Regions from separate parts of the Rattus norvegicus genome. Here region 2 is linked to region 1. Evidence: chromatin contacts called from public Hi-C data. All regions are on one chromosome and are shown on one strand. Each heading gives the region's core, a stretch centred on a gene start, on an enhancer-like site or on the middle of the called end of the contact. The rest is flanking DNA. Distances are from core to core; before and after follow the strand shown.

Region 1 (7,099 bases), core at 3,279-5,778:
TATAATTGGACTACTACAGAAACTACATCTTACAAGTCTCTCTTGTGAAGTACTTCTGTATGGGGGTAAGGACTACATTTAGTTAGTAACAAAATTTAAGTATATGACTACTAGAAAAAAACACTAAAAAAGTATTTTCCCCTGATTTCAAGTATCATTATCTTTTAAACAACTTGGGGGAAAATGATGAAAACGTCACTAAAACACATGGCCATTTTTTCTCTTTATAAAATTCTTTTGCAACAGTTTCAGTTTTTCCAAAGTAAACCCACGAATATACAAATAGACTATAAATGCTTCAATTGGAATGGTTGAAAACTTAATGTCAAAAATCTCCAACAGATACTAAAATAACTCTCTTAAATGTTTTTCAAAACTTCAGTGAAGAAGTCTTTTTACAACTACTATACTTCTGTTCACTATATACACTGGCAAAATTACAAAAAACTTTCCTTTAAAAAAATCTTAAAGCAATGTAGACATAGAGTTCACAGCTTCTCTGGCAATCTGATGCATTAAGTGATTAGCATATTATTTCCAATATGATTTTAAAAAAAAATGCTGGCCTAATACTGACTTTTAGACTCTGTCTTTTGGCAAGAGAAGAAACAGGTGGGACAGATTAGCCTGTATAAAATCAGCCCTTTAAGACTGAGTGCATGCTTTAAAATGGCTACCACTTTTATCTACTCTCAAAAGGAAAAAAAGTACAGCCATTACTTACTACTAAGGATAAAGTAGGCATTTTGTCCTCGAAAAACACGCGTTAAGACTTCTATTCCTCCTCTGTCCGGACAGAGTTTACAAAAGCCGGTTGCTAACAGTATGAGGACAACCTACATCACCCAGATTAGGTCATCTTTCCCACAGTGCCTTAGGAGGACAAGCAGGTAACAGTATCTTTCAAAGCCTGAGATCAAACTTCCTAGGAAACAAGAAATGTGGGAGCCACAGCGCCTAACAAGAAATGATCATTAAGATTTTAGTAGCTCAAAAGAATAGCTTTAACTATTTCGTGGGATAACCAAATCTAAGCTGCTTTGCATAATCTTCTCAAAAGCACTTTATAAATAATAAAATCTACCTGGTAGCCCCGTCTATTTGTAATATACACTTACACTTTTATAACTATCGTGAACATTATGTTCATAACCTAGTCTGCCTCCCAACCACTCTGAAACCATTCTGTAAGATTCTTACCCTGGAAAACTTACCATGAATATGCACTTCTCACATGCAAATGGAAAGGCATATATATACATATGGACTAAGTGCACCCACACGTACTGCTGCTAAAGAGATCAACTTTGAACTGCCCGATGCCTGCAGAAGCACATGATCTTACCTCTCGTCCTCGCCATCCACCAGGGGTGTTGTCAGCGGTAGCACCTTCAACGGGAAGAGAGAAGCAGAGGCTGCTAGGCTGCTGCTACTCCCATCTGAGACTGCTGACACTCCCCCACTGTCACCACTGAGAGTCTGAGGTAAGCCGCCTGAGGAGGGCTCCGCTGGACGCCTGGTGTCTTCCATTTGGCTTCCAATTGCCTGAGCTAATGATTGTGTAGAGAACTGAGTAGAACTTAGCGGTATCTGTTGTGCCAAAGGCAAATTTATGTTAGTGGCTATCAATGGAGATTGACTAACACTTTGAACCAAACTGCCATTTTGGGTGGCTGGGGGTTGTGCTATATTCTGTGGTGGAACTAAGTTTGTTGGGACAGAAGACATTCCAGAAGGACCAGCTGAACTAACCTGACTTGTAACAGAAATGGTGCTAGCAGAGGGCAAAGGACTACCTGTGGGCAACTGGTGGGAAACAACTCCATGAGCCACTGCTTCCACTCCCTGTGTCTGGGGAGGCACCGCTACCATGGTACTCTGGGGTGCAATAACCAATTGCTGAGGAAGGCTTGGAGCACTGGTTTGAACGCCCTGATGAATGATCCCAGTTGGAGCAGGTAGGACTACTTGTGAAGATGGAGGAGCACCTTGCTGAACAACTGAAGGTGTAACTTGGGTAGAGGGTGGCTGTACTGCAGTGGGTATGTTTGCCTGCTGACCGATACTTGCAATCTGACCACCAGCTGGTACAGTAGACACTGCTGTTGGAGCCTGGCCAATGGGCTGCCCAGTCGCCCCTGCAGGTTGTGCTTGTACTGCTGTGGGCTGCACTGGCAGCTGGATCCCTTGTGGCTGAGCCACGGGAATCACTGACGCTCCTGTGCCTGTGGAACTGGACTGTCCAGAGGACATTGCCGCTTGGAATATTGGCTGCTGCTGTGCGTACTCTGAAGGAGGGTTTTGAGTTGCTGGCTGGCCATGGCCTGGGGCTATCTGCGTAGGAACCATTGGTTGCTGTTGCCCATATTGTAACTGCTGGGGTGGTGCCCCTGGAAGAGGAGTTTGCACGGGAGGAGCTGGCTGAGGATACGGCAGCTGGGGCTGAGCCAGACTGGAAATGGAAGGCTGTTGACCTACAGCTGACGTTACACCCACCACGTTGACAGGTGAAGGCTGGATACCAGTTGCTGCGCTCATAGTGGCTTGCAGAGGAACAGGTTGAAGATTTGGCTTCTGCTGAAAGCTCAATTCTTGAGGCTGTAGTTGTACCTGTGACATCTGTGACTGAGAAATACTCTGTGGACCAGGGCTACTGAAATCTAGCTGTTGGAGGGCCACGCCTTGAAGACCTGGTGGTGCTGGTGGTAGCGGCTGCTGCTGCTGCACCACCACAGTAGGGGCTCCCATCTCTCCGCTTCCCACACTCTCTGTGTAGTGACTCAGTGTGCTGACACTACTGCTCACGGAACTCCCACTAGTGCTCTCCCTCTCCGAAGAGGACGCTTCCGTGGGGGTTTGCTTCACGGTCTCCACCACTTTATTTATGGCCACGCCTTCTGGACCTGGCACAGCATTTTCTCTCTCATAGAATTCAGTGCAAGTCCATCTGCCTTTTTTAAAGGGTTCAGAAGTAGAGTCTAACTTCACAACTCTGAACCTTGATGTGTTAACTGTTGGCGGCGGCTGCTGCGGCTGCTGCTGCTGACTTGAAACCACTCCCACCGTGATACCTGCAGCTGCGTTAAGGACAGGAGAAGAAATGGTACCGTTGCCCATGCCACTCAAGACATTCACATTAACACCGCTGGTAACTCCAGGCCCACCACTTATACTAACAGCATTGGGATGCACGCTGTTCGCCACACCGGGACTGAAACCACCCACAGCAGCAATGTTAACATTATTCGTTGCATTCGTGCCGGTAACTGAATTTACACCTATGCTGCCTGGAGTGCTTGGAGCACGGATGCTCGTCATCACTGAGGCAGGTAAGCCAGCCGATGATACAGCAGAAGTAGGTGGGACTGGCACACCACCGTCAGAACTTCCAGCTGTAGAGAGTTTCCTGGACACGGGGCTCGTGGGTGGTGGCCCTCCAGGAACGGATGTACTGGCCACAGCAGCATGTGATGAATGGTGGTGTCCGTGGTGAAGGTGGTGCCCATGATGAATGTGATGGTGGTGATGGAGGTGGTGTGGATGAGCGTTCCCATTGATCACAACGTTCTGTTGTGGAAGGTGAGGCAAATGAGGCTGAGGAAGGTGGGGCTGGTTAGGAGAGACTGCCCCAGGTGTCTCAGCTTCCTGGAAGTTATTCAGAGTCTCCTCGGAGGAACTGCGTTCAGGCTCACCTAAGTCAGTGGCCCTGGAAAGGGAGACATCAAGGATCTCGGAAGAAGAGAGATCTTCCGTGTGCGACTCATCCAGGTCATCATAGCTCTCGGTGTCCTCTGCTATGCTGTTGTTCGAGCTGATGCTGGCAGAGATCTGAGCCGGAGTAACGCTAGTTATCTGGAAGCCACTTTTCTTTTTCATCTGAGTTCCGCCTGGCGCAAGAGGCTGTCCCTGCAGCTGAGCCTGTGAAAGGAGGTTCAGGCTTTGTGGAGGCGGAGGCTGTGGTCCCTGTGTGGAAGATGCAGCAGGAGGCGGCGGCTGGAGCAGCGAAGAAGGAGGAGGAAAATCTTCAGAAGATGGAGCAGCACCACTGACGCCGGTACCTGCTGCACTGAGAGCAGAGGCGCTGCCACCACCGCTGCCCCTTCGAGGGAACATTGCCGGGTGCGCCATCTTCCTAGCACTAATGTCTGCAGCAGCGGCCGCCGCGGCGGTGGACTCTGGCGGCTGGTGCATTGTGCTGGGTACCGGGGGGCGGAGGAGGCGAGTGCAATTTCCTTCTGCACCGTAATCTTTGTATGGAGAAGCCGGAGAGGCGAACAGGACCTGAAGCTCCGCCCGACGCGATCCCTCCTCCTCCTCCTCTGCCGAAGGCGCCGGCTGCTCGTGCCTTCGAGGGCTAGCTTCGGGAAGGGAGGATGAACCGGGTGAACCAGGTGGCTGGGGAACCGAAGGGGGACCCCTTCAGTCCTTCGCCATTCACTTTCCCCTCCAGTCACACACCCCCCTTTATATTCCGCTTCACGTGGGGTGCGGGGCGGGAGGGAGGGGAGCCCAGGAGGGGGCGGGGGAGGCGAGGAGAAGCGAGAAATGCCCACCTTCTTTGGCCAACTCCGGAGCCAGCTCAACCCCCTCCTCCCGCGGCGGCGGCCGCTGCAAAGCCCCTCCGCTCGCCCTGCACCGAGGCAGCGCGGAGCGAGCGGTCGCCCGGCCCTCGCCACCCCCGGCGCCGCGGCCGCCGGCGAGCCCTGAGCTCAGCGTCGCTCCAACCTCCCTTGCCGGCGCGGCCGGCCCCGCTCGGGCCTCCCCCCGCGGCCCGCGGCCCCTCTCAAACCCCCTGGGCTCGCGACGGCTGCTCCGGGAGGAAAGGCTGACCGCGACTGGGGCCCGGGCGGCGCGGCTGCGAGCGGGGCGGCGGCGGGGCGCCGGGTACGGTGAGCCCAGCAACGAGGCGAGGGCGGGCGCGCAGAGACGCCGGGTCCTCGCGGAGCGCGGCCGGGGCGCGGCGGCGGCGGTGGCGGCGGCAGCGGGAGCCCAGGGACCGCTCCATCACTGGCAGCCATGGAGCCCGAGCATTTTCCTCTCTCGGGGCAGGCGCTCGGCTCGGCACACGTCCTCTGAGAGGAAGGGCGCCGGCGCCCAGGCTGCTCCGGCGGGTGGCGGGACGTGCGCGGGAGCGGAGGGGCGAGCTCGCGTCCTCTTCTCAGCCCGCCGGCTGGCTCGGCACCGAGCTGCTCCCGCGACCGGGAGGGAGGGGGCCGCGGGCGGCGGTGGCTCCTTTTCGCGGCGGCGGCGACGGCCAGACGGGGCTGGTGCAGCGGCTGCAGCCGACGCCGTTCAAAGAAATGAGAGGTGGGGTTGGTCGGTGGCGGCGCGGGGCGGAGGAGTGGGAGGGCGTCGGGCGAGGAGGGGGCTGTGGTGGTTGTTACTAGTGCTCTTCTCGGGCTGCTCCGTATCCCCTGGTCTCTCGCGGCATCAAGAGAGGAGGGACCAGCGCCCCAGCGCGAGAGGAGGAGGGTCGAGCTCTGACCGAAGAGAAGGAGGAGGAGGAGGAGGGGGAGGAGGAGGAGGAGGAGGAGAAGGCGGGGGGGAGGGGTCGCGGAGGAGAAGAGGGAAGATGGCGTCTGCGCGTGCGCGCCGGCGCTGCAGACATAAAGCTGGGTCTGACTAGGGGAGGTGGCCTGTCTTCGGTCCGTGCCGAGCTCTCGGCTCCGTCTCCACGGAAATTGCCGAAGGCCGGCGGAGCCGCCGACGCCTGAGGGCGGTGGGGGTGGGGCACTCGGGCGCGCGAGCGAATCCGGGTCGCGTGGAGAAGCTAGGGTGGGGCGTGGGGGCCACGCCGCGCGCGTGCGCGCAGGTTAGGCGTGTCCGCTGCTGTCTCCCACGCGGACCCCGGCGAGGCGGGTGAGGAGCGATAGGTCTCGGGTGTGCGCGCCCTGGGGCGGTGTCCCCCCGGCCTGCTGAATGGGTAATAAGGCTTTTCTCCTCAGCAACAGCATCACGAGTTGCAGCTCCCAGGAGCCCTCCGCTGCTGCCACGACATGAGTCAGGCTTTCTTCCTCGGCGCGTGGCGGAGCCTTCCTCCTCCTCCTCCTCCTTCCCCTCCTCCTTCTCCAAGCAGTACCTGGGTTCCCCCTCGACCCGCACCGCCCTCGCCCCTTCCGGGGATGCCCCGATGGAGTCGGGTGCCTTCCCCCACAGCAGTGGTACCTTTTGTGCAGAGCGGTGGTGGCTGCCACGCGGTCCTTCGCCCTTCGACGGGCAGGGGCGAGGCTGCTAGCAGATGGCACGGATGTTTGCAGTGAATCTCCCAAGCCCACCCCAGGGGAAGGCTCTTACAAAAGGGAGTGGTCCTTGCTGTCCCTCCTTAGCTGGTGGGAAGAAGCGAGCCTGCCCGGCCAGCTAACTAACCAACAGGTGGAGCTTCCCTCCAGCCATTCATTGTCTTTGTGTCCTTGCTGTGGCCCTCATAGAGGTAAAAGGTTAGGGCTTGGTCTTAGTGGAATTTAAAGGAAATTTGTGAAGAATGCCTTTTAGGGCTAGAAAAGCAAAAGGACCAGCTAAAAATCGCCCCCCCCCAACTACATTTCATGGATGTAGATGGGTTTGCTTGGAGGCAATTTTCTGTTAGCTGCCTCCGAAGTATTACATGTCAAAACCTCTCAAACGAGTGCTTTGCTTCTAACCAAGAATATAAATCTCACACGCAGAAAATTTTTTAAGCAGAGGTGAAAAGGGTTGTTCGAGAGTGGTTTGTTTCTGTTCTAATTTGGGTGTCAGGGATACAAATTGTTTAGAAGATAGACCTCTGACTCAGGAAATTACCGATATTGTTTCTGTAGGTTAACACTCAACAAACAAAAAACCCAAAACTGTTACCATCAGTTGTCTTCGAGCTTAGCACCCCCATTCTGTACATAAGAAGTTTGAATGTCACCTATATACTGTTGGATAGAAATGACTCCTTGATGTCTTTATCTGGTCTGTACCAAACTCTCACACATGCCACCTCACACATGTAGGTCTCCCCCACAATACAGGTACGATTCACATTATTTTGATTTTTTTTTTTTAAAAATGAGATGGGGTCTCAATATGGATGGAAGGGTAACCTTCAATTCACTGTAAGCCGCTTTTAGTTTCC
Region 2 (7,099 bases), core at 1,633-4,132, 48 kb before region 1:
CACTCATGCAGAAGGCTGTCTCTGACACAGAGGCAGCCAAACGGCTAAGATTATGTTCTTCAAGTATTAAAGCAATGTGTTATTTTAGCATCCAGGGACTCGATAGTCATCCCTTTTATATGGTTTCTGTTAAATTTTTTTTAAATGACATTAGGCTTGTTTTATCCATACCATATAATTAGACAGGGCAACTATATGCCCTTTGTTAAATTATCCCAGAAAACTTCAGTGACCTCACTTTGACTGAGGAAACTACTGTGTGCTGGCTTAAATGACCGTATTTCAAAACACCCTTTGTGGCTGTTATTGGAGAAGTCGGCTTTTTGATAAACTTCAATTTGACTCAAAGGGTACTTCATGAAATGCCAGCTACGTATAAGGCACCGTGCTAGATTCTATGGAGCCAGTCACAGGATGCCCCGTCCTGGAGGTACCTCGGGGCAGATTTTTAATTTTAACATGTATCAATGGAGCTAAGAAGATATTTCAGTCAATATAATGTTTGCTGCACATGCAGGAGAGGACCTGCGTTCAGGTATCTACAACCCCAATGACGGGAAGTGGAGGCCATCTCAACACACCGAGTAGGGGGCTACTAAAAGATGACATGTACGATTGCCCCGCCTCCACATGCAGGTACACAGATGTGCAAGTGCATTTACATAAACAGAAACACACCTACCTGCACACTCACAGGGGCAATGGCAACAGCAAACGTTTCCCTACCCAAGTGGTGTCCTAAGTCTTTTAAACACTTATTAACTTACGGAGTCCTCACGATGGCCCAGAAGTGAATTTTATTACTGCTCCCAACTTAAGAGACGAGGAAAGCAAAGCCCAGAGAGATCAGAGAAGCAGCTGAAGGCCTGGTGCTGGCAAGAGGGGCAGGCAAGGGTGGGAAATGCGGAGAGGGTGGTATGAAAGGCCCGGGCGGGAACTTGTATAAAGTGCAACAAAAAATACATGTTTTCAAAGGAAAAAACATTGGGTAGGGCCTGCAAGATGGTCCCTAAATGGGAGGCCACTGTGAGGGGAAGAGGAAGCAGGGATCCTGGGAAAAGGGAGATACACAAGAGAAGGAACTGAGCTCTAGTCAGGTGTGAGCAAGGGCGCCCCCTGGTGGCCACCAAGGCTGTCTAAGGTGAGCGCCGGAGAGCGTTTTAATAAGAATAACACTGTGGCTGGGAAAGAGGAGAGGGCTTGGAGTCTGGCTGGTCACCAGTTTCTCTCACATTAGTGAGAAATCAAGTGTCTGGATGGTCTGTGCTAAATGGAGACAGTGGGGAAGGCACTGAGAACACAAAAGCAAAATCATCAAGACAGTTATAAAACCGTGGGGACCTTGCACTGCCCACTGCGTGTCCCAGTGCTGCGGCTCAGGAACGAGCAGGCTGGAGAGGAGTGAAGACAGTGTGAGGTGGCCAGCTGTTGAGCACGGGTGACTAGAAAACCAGGGCAATCCCACACAGAGGAGGAGCTCAGGCCACCAGGAGGCAGAGAACATGTTCCTGAGAAGAGCTGGGGTCATCGTGCAGAGCTGAGGAAGATGAAGACAAGGCACAGAGCTAAGGGGACGACCTTCTCGTCCTACACAAGAGTGTGGTGAATGAGGGGGAGAGCCAGGAAGAAAATGTCGGCAGTGTACTACCCAGAGGAGGGAGGAAAGACTAACCAGACAGAACTGGCCCGAATCAAAACAACAAGGTGATTAAAGAATCAAGAACCGAATTCTTTTACACTAAACTTAAATACCTTACAGGAAGTTACATTTTTCAAATTTACAAAGCTCAATAATTGGATGCCAATTTAAAAATAAGCAAATGCTATAGAAGCCTAAAACCCTTCGTTCTGGGAGACAGGGATATGTTCCCCCAAAAGAGGGACCCACGATAGAAACAAAAAAATCAATACTCGGTGACGTGCTTCCTATGAAAACTGCAGCGCAGAATGAAATCAGTGGGTTACAAGAAGTGGGAGGACTCTCACCCTGGCCCTCCTCCTCCAGATGTGCCGTGCATCCCCGGTCTCCCTGTGTGCACAAGTTCTCCCAAACTTCATCTCCGTCCTCAGAGCACCGTGAAACTCAGCATAATGGATGCTGACTTAGCACAGGGACCACACGGGTCCTGTGATAACACAGGGAATACAGAGACCTGTCCCTATGCCTGGGGAGTCAGATAAATACACGACGTTGTCAAAATAACACACAGCCAAACACACGTCAAACACTTTGAGCTCATCTACTGTGTGCCGAAGTCACGACAGGATTTGGAAAGATTTAACCTTTGACGCGTATCATATGATGCTTGAGGTTGGGAGAAGCTGACAAATACTTTCCTTTCTGTTTCAGCACTGCAAATGACCCAACTTTCTGCTCCCCGGACAGAAAATGGGAATATGGGCATCTTTCTAAGTTCACCAAATCATTTACAGTTAGCTTCACAGGGATGTTCAGAGACAGTTGACAATAAGCCTCTGAGATTAACACGTAAATGGGATTTGCCTAAGTTTCGTGCTAGGGTCGAGCGAGACCTGGACAGTCTCACACTTGCAGTTTCCATTTGGCAAGCTTTATTTTCCATGGAGTAAACCTGCCAGTTTATCGTGACTTATGCTGTCGATGGTCACAATACGGTTTAGCTAAAGTGCAGGAGAGGTGAATGAATCAGTATAACCTTGTCACCAGGACAACAGAAGTCGCTTTCCAACATATCCCCTGCTTCTATGATGGCTTGTCTGTAATCTCCAGCCCAGCAGCCAGAAGGATCTTAAGAAACAAAACACAGGAACATGATAGACTGCTGCCTCTATTCCTAGCTCCACTCGAAAGTCCTCAGCATGGTTCCAGCAAGGCACTGACCCCTCCCTCTGTGTGCGCCCCGCCAGCCTCTGGCCTCTGCAATGTTGGCTCAACCGCTGGCCCTTTGCTCCAGACACTCGGACACTCGGGACTTTCTTCTGAGCCCTGAGCAAGCTCATTTCCTACTACAAAGATTTTGTCTCTCCTGGGCTCTCTGCCAGTGTAGAGGCAGAGACAGACACGCAGCCCCCATCCTCTGAGAGACTTCTGGGGAGTGTCTTCTCAAAACCAATGAGAAACCACACACGACCCCACAGGACCCCATGTCCTAGGCATGCCGTGACTAATGAGCAATCCTGCCAAGACATACTAAAGAATGCATTTTTAAAAATCAGTAAGTCCTGTTCACTGAACAAGGGGCTCTAAATGTTTGCAGCAACTCCAGACCTGATATAAATTAAGTCAATGGTGCTGCACTGGTATCAGAAACAAAATAGCAATAAAGTATGATCCAGAAACGAAAGACGCTAGCAAGGTCTGAAAGGAACCTGTGTGGGATGTCGCCAGTCTTCATAAAAGGAGCGTGTCCAGAAGATACATTTGTATCTGCCCAGCAGATCCCCTCCAGTGAATTCACCCAAGGAAGCAATCCCGAGGGCATGCGCAGATGACTGCACAAACGTGAGCACGAGGCATACAAGGAGCTGAAAGCGAAATGGACACTTGGCAACAGAGAACACAAGGCTGGAGCATTCACATGTTTTTATACAGCAGCTAAAAAGGTTTCCAAAGAACTTGTGATAAACATTTTAAAGGCTAAAAAAACAACAACAGGAAAAAATTTGCAAAGTCGTATATACCAAACGTGCTCTCAAACATTTCCAAACAACATGAAGAAAATCTTTGCCCAGAGTTCTGCTTTTCTACAGCTAAGCTCACGTCACTATGACAGGGGACAGGTATGGTGGGACTAAAAATAAAGTTCAACTTACATTTGGGAGGAGAAAGGGAAGCTGTGAATTTATAAAATATCCACCGGTCCTCTATTTTATCATTAAGTTGTTGGTACCCTAAGGTTAGAGTTAACTCTGATTTCTAACGTCTAACACACAGCCAGCATAGTAGCTGTCCAACATGAAGATATATGCACTCCCCCACTCACAGAGCCAGCTAAGCAAAAATACACACAAATGCTTTTTTTAAACAGACAAGAAACAGCCTGCCAAGTCAAAAATCTTTTGTGTGGAGTATAGTTGATTATTATTAAGAGCAAATGCTGACTCCTGTAAGTGCCTTTTTAAAAAGCCTTTTGGAAAAAAAAAAAAAAAAGATTGCTTCACAGCTGACATGGGTTCTAATTTAAACACTGAGGACAGATGAAACCCGACTGGGTTGGAGCTTGGAAGGAAATCTGGATAGCGGACGGGTCCTGGCCACAGCTCTCATGAGCAGCCTCCACCCCTGGCCTTCTCCACATACTTCCCGGGCAGTCACACTGCTTCTCCCCGAGTTAGTGATCACCCTTACGATGACAGCTCCCAGCCAATGCCTTCATTTCAGATTCTTACCTCGAACTTGTTTAGATGTTTCTGATTCGTTGCACTCAAAGGGGACTTCGTGTTCCCTCTAGAATAAGAACCACTTCCCACCACTTCATCTACAGCCATCAATAAGTCTTAGGAATTCACAGTAATTTTCCACCTGTCCTAGTTCAGGTTGATATTAGCTCTTCCAGGAACCCTGAACCTGCCTGCTAGTTAGCTTGCTTTCAGTCCTGACCCTCAGCAGCGCTCCACAGAAGCCATCTTCAATAGGCATCGACTTCTCAGAAAGGTCTTCCCAGTCTCCAGACCAGGCTAGTTTTAACAGCAATGGACCAAGCAGTATCCCTCTGCCACCCTTACAGTGACCTGGTGTTCTCTGCTGTGAAGTGGGTTTCAGCACACCGAAAACCCCTTTACCTCCCCTAGGCTGGCTCCACTGGGCAGGGTCTAATGTGTGACTGGCAGTTTGAAAGGCCTTGCTCTGCAAACCTCAACCACAAACCCCAACCACAAGCCTAGTAGTTATTTATATTTTCAAACGCATACTCATGATTTTGTGTCTATCAACTAAAATCTCACTGCTAGAAATGTTTTCCATGCACCTTTTAGTCACTGTATGAACCAATATGCAGAGACCTGTAACTATTTTGACGAAAGAAACAAACAGGTCTCCATGTGTCAAAACCCAGAGGAGACCATCAGAAACACACTGACCAGAGAGAGGCTGTCTCAGAAGCCACCTCATAAGCTATGCTTGCTTCCTTATTCTTTCTCATTTTCATCCTGAATTTGTACAAACCGCTGGAAACCGAGACTAACAGAAGGTATAACCGGAGACTCAATACCAGTTCCCACGAGTTAACCGATGGCATGAAGAAGGGTGTGGAAAGCCCTCTCACCTCTTCTGCCCGCTCCTTTGCTAGAAAAGGCCTTTGTGAGAGAAAAGGCAAATGATAAGCAGGAACAACGGCGCAGATCAATTAAGAGGGCAGGTGGCTAGATCCGCCCTGCAGGTAGCCAGAGGGCACCCCCAGCAATGTGGTAGGAGAGCTGGAGTAACTCAACCAGGGAACACCGTGACTCAAAGGAACTCTTGAGGGACATTCTGGTTACAATCCATTCTGTTGACCTACGGGCAGTTCCACGGTTAGCACTCTGGACTCTGAACATGATCTGATCACTAAAGGGAAAGTATAAATTATTCACTAAAGGCTGTTAGAACAGCCAAGAGCCAGAAAGATACACAGAGACAGACAAAGTCAGAGAGACACACAGAAAAAAGACAGACAGACAATCTGTATCAGAATACCAAGATCCCCAAGTGGGCCAAAAAAAAAAAAAAAAAAAAAAAGATAATTTCCTTATATCCTTAAAGTAAGTTTTCTCAACTCTAAGTTCCAATTATGAAGGAAAACTTTGATAAATTTTACTACATAAAAAAGGCATAACCTAAACACAGTACCCACCATAAACAAATTTATGACAGTAAACGGTCAAACAGGAAGAAATATTTACTACTCTTCATATCATTATAGAGGGCCAACATCAACAAGAAATCCTGGCAACATACAGATAAAATATGCACATAAGGAGAACTTCACCCCTTAGTAAGGAACATGCATGGAACATACAAGTTAGAACCGCGCTACCCACTGTTTTCAGGTCCAAAGGCACAAAGACAAAGCTGTAAGAGAACAGATTCTCATGCACTGCTGGTGTCTGAGTAAACCATAACTCTCAGGCTGGGTGGTGGTGGCCAGGCACACCTTTCATCCCAGCACTCAGGAGGCGGAGGCAGGTGGCTAAGTTCCAGGACAACCAGAGCTACACACAGACTAATTCACGGGAGGGGGCAAATCTATCGGGAATTTAACTCACGGACGTGCAAACGCAGTTAGCAGCGGAAGGTGCGAGGTCACTATTACAGAACTATTTGCAGTAACCAGAGGAATGGCCTAGACCTGACGAGGTGCTCAGGAGCCAAGGGACTGCTAGAGTCAGGAAGAACCAGCTGTGGAGGAACCTGAGGTCCAGCACAGGACAGGCAGGAGCTCCACTGCAACTCCCAGGCCAGCCTGGGCTGCACAACAAAAACTAGTTAAGAAGCTGTTTACTGTCTGTAAAGGCTCCACAGGGCTGCAGAGGAGAACAGGAAGGGTAGGATGACCTGTATCTGATGTGCCACCATTTGTGTAAACTTGCTAAATGCAAACCCATGGATATGAACTGCCAATTGCTTGACCAGGTACAGAAGCATCCGCAAGACCACATGGCAGGCAGACGTTTTTCACGTGTTTGATCCACAGCAGCTTTTCAAATGAATGGCTGGGGCAGAAACAGAGGCTGACTAAACAACGGAGGCCAGAGGGAGGGAGGCCTCACTCCCTAAAAGCAGGGTTTTTTTTAAAACACTTTAGCTAGAATGCAATGTCTTTGAAGTGGTATGTTACTTGGTGTGCAGATTTTTGGCATTTATATGGCTAAAAAATAAAAAATAAAAAATAAAAACCAAAGCCAGTTTCATGCTGAATATCATTAGTATGCCTGAGAATCTTGGAGGGCACTAGAGGGAGGGAGGCCTCACTCCCTAAAAGCAGGGTTTTTTTTAAAACACTTTAGCTAGAATGCAATGTCTTTGAAGTGGTATGTTACTTGGTGTGCAGATTTTTGGCATTTATATGGCTAAAAAATAAAAAATAAAAAATAAAAACCAAAGCCAGTTTCATGCTGAATATCATTAGTATGCCTGAGAATC

The links. Hi-C and Micro-C count contacts between places; a contact is called where the count stands out from the background.
Region 2: a Hi-C map of Schwann cells shows a contact between it and region 1, with 5 times the contacts expected there. The contact joins the enhancer-like site here to the promoter of Tsc22d1 in region 1. A contact is called at or near these places in 2 of 12 Hi-C or Micro-C datasets (Schwann cells and psoas muscle).

Annotation. Positions count from the first base shown.
Region 1 is chr15:58,157,207-58,164,305 of GRCr8, reverse strand. Tsc22d1 (TSC22 domain family, member 1) reads right to left here and starts at 4,528. Exons shown (of 3, transcript NM_001109912.1): 1 at 1,346-4,528. The coding sequence starts at 4,191.
Region 2 is chr15:58,203,909-58,211,007 of GRCr8, reverse strand. The region is part of intron 1 of Tsc22d1 (TSC22 domain family, member 1); the gene reads right to left. Among named protein-coding and RNA genes, the nearest start is that of Tsc22d1, 48 kb to the right of the region's middle. Within about 2 kb of position 2,882, at least 9 of the 93 cell types and tissues checked have an H3K27ac peak or open chromatin away from gene starts, as enhancers often do. A contact at or near this core is called in Schwann cells, where this site is marked.